2 separate regions of the Mus musculus genome follow, and region 1 is linked to region 2. A link is a contact called in public HiChIP or PLAC-seq data. All regions are on one chromosome and are shown on one strand. The core of a region is the stretch at or near the end of the contact, and the rest is flanking DNA. Distances in the headings are between cores, read along the strand shown.

The links. HiChIP or PLAC-seq counts read pairs in DNA pulled down with a chosen protein or histone mark.
Region 1: an H3K4me3 HiChIP or PLAC-seq map of craniofacial prominence shows a contact between it and region 2, with 4 times the contacts expected there. The contact joins the promoter of Sulf1 here to the enhancer-like site in region 2. A contact is called at or near these places in 1 of 39 promoter capture datasets (neural stem cells), 6 of 484 Hi-C or Micro-C datasets (extraembryonic endoderm stem cells, muscle stem cells, myocytes and 2 more) and 3 of 115 datasets of contacts at active chromatin or transcription factors (craniofacial prominence and embryonic stem cells).

What each region holds. Positions count from the first base shown.
Region 1 is chr1:12,690,926-12,693,787 of GRCm38.p6, forward strand. Sulf1 (sulfatase 1) reads left to right here and starts at 1,505. Exons shown (of 22, transcript NM_001198565.1): 1 at 1,505-1,759.
Region 2 is chr1:12,284,391-12,287,209 of GRCm38.p6, forward strand. No RefSeq gene overlaps it. Among named protein-coding and RNA genes, the nearest start is that of Gm22633, 89 kb to the right of the region's middle. Within about 2 kb of position 1,346, at least 9 of the 459 cell types and tissues checked have an H3K27ac peak or open chromatin away from gene starts, as enhancers often do. A contact at or near this core is called in craniofacial prominence and muscle stem cells, where this site is marked.

The sequences.
Region 1 (2,862 bases), core at 255-2,754, 410 kb after region 2:
TGAACTTGTGATACATAGTAAAGCAGACACCTCATAATCACTCTGGGAAGATAATAAGCAAACGAAGTCAAAGCTCCCACCTCCCCATCCTACTCTCCTTGCCTCCTCCTGATGACCCCGTGGGAGAGAGATCACTTCACAGAAACCCTCTCCTGTCCTCTGTGCTTTGGAAACTTGCACCAGAAGCAACTGTAAGCATCCTTATATAACATCACAGAACCTTGCGAGACAACAACAACAAGAAAGCCAATCAGCCAATGCTGCTTGTAACTGAAAAAATTATTTTCATGACATTGATATGCCAAACACAGCTACCTATCGGTAATCTGGATCTTTTAGGCTTTAGGGAAGTTTAACCCCCTCCCCCACCCTCCCCCACCCTCCCCCACCCTCCCCCACCCTCCCCCACCCCATAAATGATTGGTTTTCTCACCACAAACCTCAAAAGGTGTAATAGTTAAATGTTAGCTTCCAACAGGCACAGTTAGGCAGTAGATGGTATTTAAAATTCCTCTTTACTCTTTAAGATTATCCAAATTCCTTGGATGTCTCATGGAATTTTTGAAAGAATAAGATTTTTTTTAAGTAATGAATTTATTTCTCAATATCTTCTTATATGTAAAAAAAATCTAACACTTTTCTGAATCAGGTTATTAATGTAAATACTTTTATAAATACAATTCAGAAAACTGCATTTTGAAAAAAGTACACAAGAAGGATGTATTTAAACAACCCCAAACTGAAAATATTTCAAAGCAAAATTATTAATGAGACGCTTGAGTTACGCGGATGTAATAAGCACAATTAACTAGAAACCAATAAAAACAATTACTGGCAGAGTGTAGCCTTCTAGTACCAGGAGCTGTAATACCGAGATGGCTGTGGGTGTAGAAAGTGATTAAAAGCCACCTTTATCTAGGAAAGCATGAGTTGCTTTGGAGAAGTAGAGTGAAATGGTTTTCATTGACCGTCTCTCTGGTTTAGCCTGAGAGACACGTGAAGAGCCCAGTGAGAAAAAGAAGTTTCGGCTCAAAGCTGCGACACCACCCCCCAAGCCCTTTCAGGAATGTTTGAGGCGGCCGCCCCCAATCAAAGGGAGGCAGGAGTTTAGATTTCAAAATGTAGATGTCACATTTCAGTGCAAACTACTCCCACATTTAACACTTTATCAGCATGACAAGAAGAATCTTTTATCTCCCGTGGGGTGATGGGGGGAGCGGCTTGCTGAGGACATTGCCCTCAATAGATTAGCTGTAAAAGATTTTTAGTGTTCCTGGGCATCCCACCGAGAACCCCCTCCACCCACCCAGGAGCACAGAGACTTGTGAAAAGTAACGCACAACTGGCCACCAGAATAATTCATTCGCTCTACCTTCCCCGCCGCACCTCCCACTCCTCCTTTTGTAGCAGTTCTTTCTCTCCGAAAATCTCAGGTTACTTGGCTGGGGAGTTCTCCGACCTCCCCGTCCCTGCCCAGCCCTCCGCCTCCAATCCGTAAGAGACTCTCAGCCCCAGCAATTGGATTGGGCAGCCTGTCTTGACACAGCACTGTGCTGAGTGCTTGAGGACGTGTTTCAACAGATGGTTGGGGTTAGTGTGTGTCATCACATTCGAGTGGGGATTAAGAGAAGGAAGGCTGCCCTGCTGGAGCTGTGTGGTCTTCTCCAAGTGAGAGTTGCAGGCAAATCCAAGTACTTGGCTTTGGGAAAGAGGAGGAGGAATTCATTTGCAGCAGCCACAAGAAACGCAGTATTTTCAGGTAAAGTAAAAGACACCAAATCAATTCTCTCTCTCCTCTCCCTCTCCTCCTCTCCTCTCCTCTCCTCTCCTCTCCTCTCCTCTCCTCTCCTCTCCTCTCCTCTCCTCTCCTCTCCTCTCCTCTCCTCTCCTCTCCTTCTCTCTCTCTCTCTCTCTCTCTCTCTCTCTCTCTCTCTCTCTCTCTCTCTCTCTCTCGCCGTAGTTTGGAATGGAATGTAATGCTAGCCCAGCACACTTGTCAAAGCCGGTCCTCGCCGTTCCATCAATGCTGCTATTGTACGACTGACAGATAACAGTGCACATAGCTCTGGCTCGGCTGTCTTTGTAGCGCTAATGCTTCTCCTGCGTTGCTTTTGAAGGTGTAACGAAGATACTGTCTTCGGGAGCCCGGGTGCCTTGAGGTTCCCGTTATAGGCGCAGAAGAGTAGGTGTAGACTGCTCATCAAGGATGGGCAAGGCCAAGAAAGCGTTGATTTTAGCTCTCACCATTAAAGAGTTCACTTTAAACTGTTGCGTTCTTCTCAATAAGAAAAGATTCTTCTAAGCCGGCAGAGTCGGAAACGCTTTGTTAACCGAATTTGTGGAAGGTAGATTGCGTCGATTTGGGATGGAGCAAGAGTGGCTTTTAATCATTTCTGAAGACTAAGTCCGGGAACTCCTCAGGAGAAAAGGGCTGGCTCCCGTCGGTGCAGTCTTTGGGTCGGCTCTGAAACAAAAATACTTAGAGCTGGAAGCCAAGCAAAGAGGGGGGGTAGGGGGAAATGGCTCTCTAACGTAGCCCGGTTGCAGCTGCGGGGGAGCAGATGGATGTAATTCACTTGCAGATCTGTGTGTGAGTTTTACAAGTCAGGAAAAACTAAAGCAGCATAGCTAGGATGGATCATTAAAGTCGCTGCATTTATAGGCTTTAAACAGTGTTAATTAAATGTAAATAGATGTTCAGCCCCGGCTATAAACAAATAAACACAAAGATTTTAATTACAAGTTAGTCATTGGAAATTAATGGTCATGGGGTGCCGAGCAACAGTAAGTGAGTTGTCATCTGATGTGTGGCTAACTGCTCTGCCAAAATCACCCACCAGGATTTAATTGAATGGAATATAA
Region 2 (2,819 bases), core at 96-2,595:
TGTGTCAAGTTGACACAAAACTAGCCAGTACAGGCTGTGAATTGCATTTTTCTTTGTGATATCAGGGTTTAGCTACTTAGTGAGTGGAAAGAGACCTCTCAAGCTTTTGTACCTCAATAGGAAGAAAGGCCAGCACTGGGTAACCTAGGCTTTACACTCCCACAGTCTCTATTTCATCCAATATTACCCCAGGCTACAGCTGTGACATCCAAGAACTGGGTTTTATTCTTCCTGGCTATAAGATTTCATTTCAATCAGAAATGTTTGTCCTAAAAGGCATTAATACATACAAATAAATTTAGGTGGTATCTGCCTGGCTGATCCTCAAAGAGAACAAGAAGGGGAACAGGGCAATGAGAAACTATTAAAAAAAAGCATTTTTGAAGCTGGTAAATTTGCAAGAATAGAATGTACTGTCATGTGGATATAAGATATATTTTATAGACAACTCAGAAAGGAAAGGGAAAGGGAGGGGAAGTGGAAGTGGAAGTGGAAGTGGAAGTGGAAGGGAAGGGAAGGGAAGGGAAGGGAAGGAAAGGAAAGGAAAGGAAAGGAAAGGAAAGGAAAGGAAAGGAAAGGAAAGGAAAGGAAATCCATGCCCCTTCCTGCACAGACAGATATATAAATTTGAAATATAAAACAGATATTTCGAAATGATCCTGGTTCATTTCAAAGGAGACTATGAAGTAAGATCTCTTTGTGTAAGTCACACTAAAGTAGGTGATGTTTGATTTAATTTCATCTGCAATACAAGGAGAAAAGACTCAATATGTCTTTCCTAGTCTAAGAAGTCCTATAATTACTTGTGGTTAGACAGCTGCATGTGTTTCTCAAGCCTCAACCTTGACTTAGGCCTGAAGCCCCTTATGCTTGAAGTGACTTGATGATACTACTTTCTTCACAAAGTGATTTGTGGCAGGAAACTTTTAGCACCTGCCCTGAGATTCTGCAGTTCACACTGTGAACTGTACTGCAATCAGCCTATGAAGGGAAAGGAACACACTTAAACTCAGCATTGGAAAAAGTGAATATAATGCAAATCCTGGAAACGCATGCTTTCCGTGGGGAAACTTTTCCAAATGACCAGTGTTCCCATTTGAGTTCTGAATGAAACACGACTTGGTCTGTCTGCTCCCCCTTTCTTCCCCCTCTGTCCTCTGCTAGTTCCAGACCTAAGCAAGCTAACTGACAAGATTTCCAGCATGTCCAAATAGGGAAATAGATGCTTAAAGAATTTGATTAGTGGAGTTTATTTTCCATATCGAGTAATTTAGCTGGAGCTCAGGAAACGTCACAAGCACGGACTCCTGGGGTTTTAGAGGAAGTGCAGGCAGTGAACCGCCAAATCTCAAGAGTCTGTCATAACCTCAGAAGAAACTCTATCCTTATAGTTAATCAGTGGCATAGTTAAGAATTCCAGAGAAAATTGCTTATTTTGCCAGCAATGCCTGCAGACGTTCAAAATCAAATAAACAAGAAAGGCAAATGACCCAGAGATGTAGCCTTTGAGAGCTTCCTTGGAACTCATAATAACGTTCCCTTTAAACAGTGCTGGATTTAGACTAACCACATCATCTTGGAATTAGGGGAAATGGGTAAATGGTTCTTTTAACTGCTCTCCTGGTTTACCTTATACTTCTGGAGCTGATGCCTAGAAGGAAATGATACCTTAGTATTATGATACCAGAATGGATCTGGTATGGTTGGCATATGATTGACATTGGACCTGACGCTGTTTTCTCTGACTGATGGGGCTTGACATGTTTTCAGGCAGAGTGACCTTGGCCCTCCACGGAGTGTGTTGGCAGGCAATCTATCTACTGACATCATCTTTTAACTCTCCATGCTCATGGATGGCAAAGACCCAAGCGCTTTTCCTGCATCCTTGTGTTTGCCATGAGACCCTGATGCACTACTGGACTGAAACTGTGTCCTGTAAAGTAAACCAATATACAGAGAAAACACACTCTCTTTTATTTTCATAATAGGAGGGTAAGCCAAATCAAAACCACTCCCATTATTCAAATGGCTTAAGTATGATCCAGCCATGACATCTGGTCATTTTCACACTTGCAGATGAAAAGTGCATTGTTCATACATTGGTATTCTAACTGGATCTATAGCGCTGAGATTGTAGGGGGGAAATTATGGGCTCACTGGGTTACTTATGAGATAAGAATAATATGTTTAAAAATTAGTGATAATTTTAAAAATTTCTGTGGAATGGAATATTAATTGGGCAAGTCTTACCCGTGAAAATGAATGCAATTTGGAGCTGCTACAATGAAAGAGAATTGTCTGAAAGTCAGGGTCTCTTCTACACAAAATGCCATTTTCTTTTAATTTTCATTTATACTCTTTGAGGAATGGAGGGGGAAGTACACATGAATGCAGGTGCCTGTGGCTGCCAAAAGAGAGAGTCCAAGCCCTGGAAGTTGTAAGCCATCCAACCTGAGTGCAGGAGGCTGAACTTGGGTCTGCTGCAAGAGCTGAGACATTTCTCCAGCCCTGCATATTCCGCTCTATATTATAATGTAACTATGTATTTTCATTTGCACTTGGATTCATATACACTTATCTCTGTAACATCTATAAGCAAGAAAAAGTAAATGAAATTATGTGGCTTCAGCCATTACAGTATCTGCATCTTTATAATACAAATAGATAATACATCAAGTGGATTCTTCCTTTTTCTCCTTATTTTTATGTATATGCATGTGTGAATGTATATTCACTTGTGTGTGAGCATACATGTATGGGTGAGATACATGTGAGTGTACACACATGTATGGGTGAGATGCATGTAGGTGCCTGGGAAT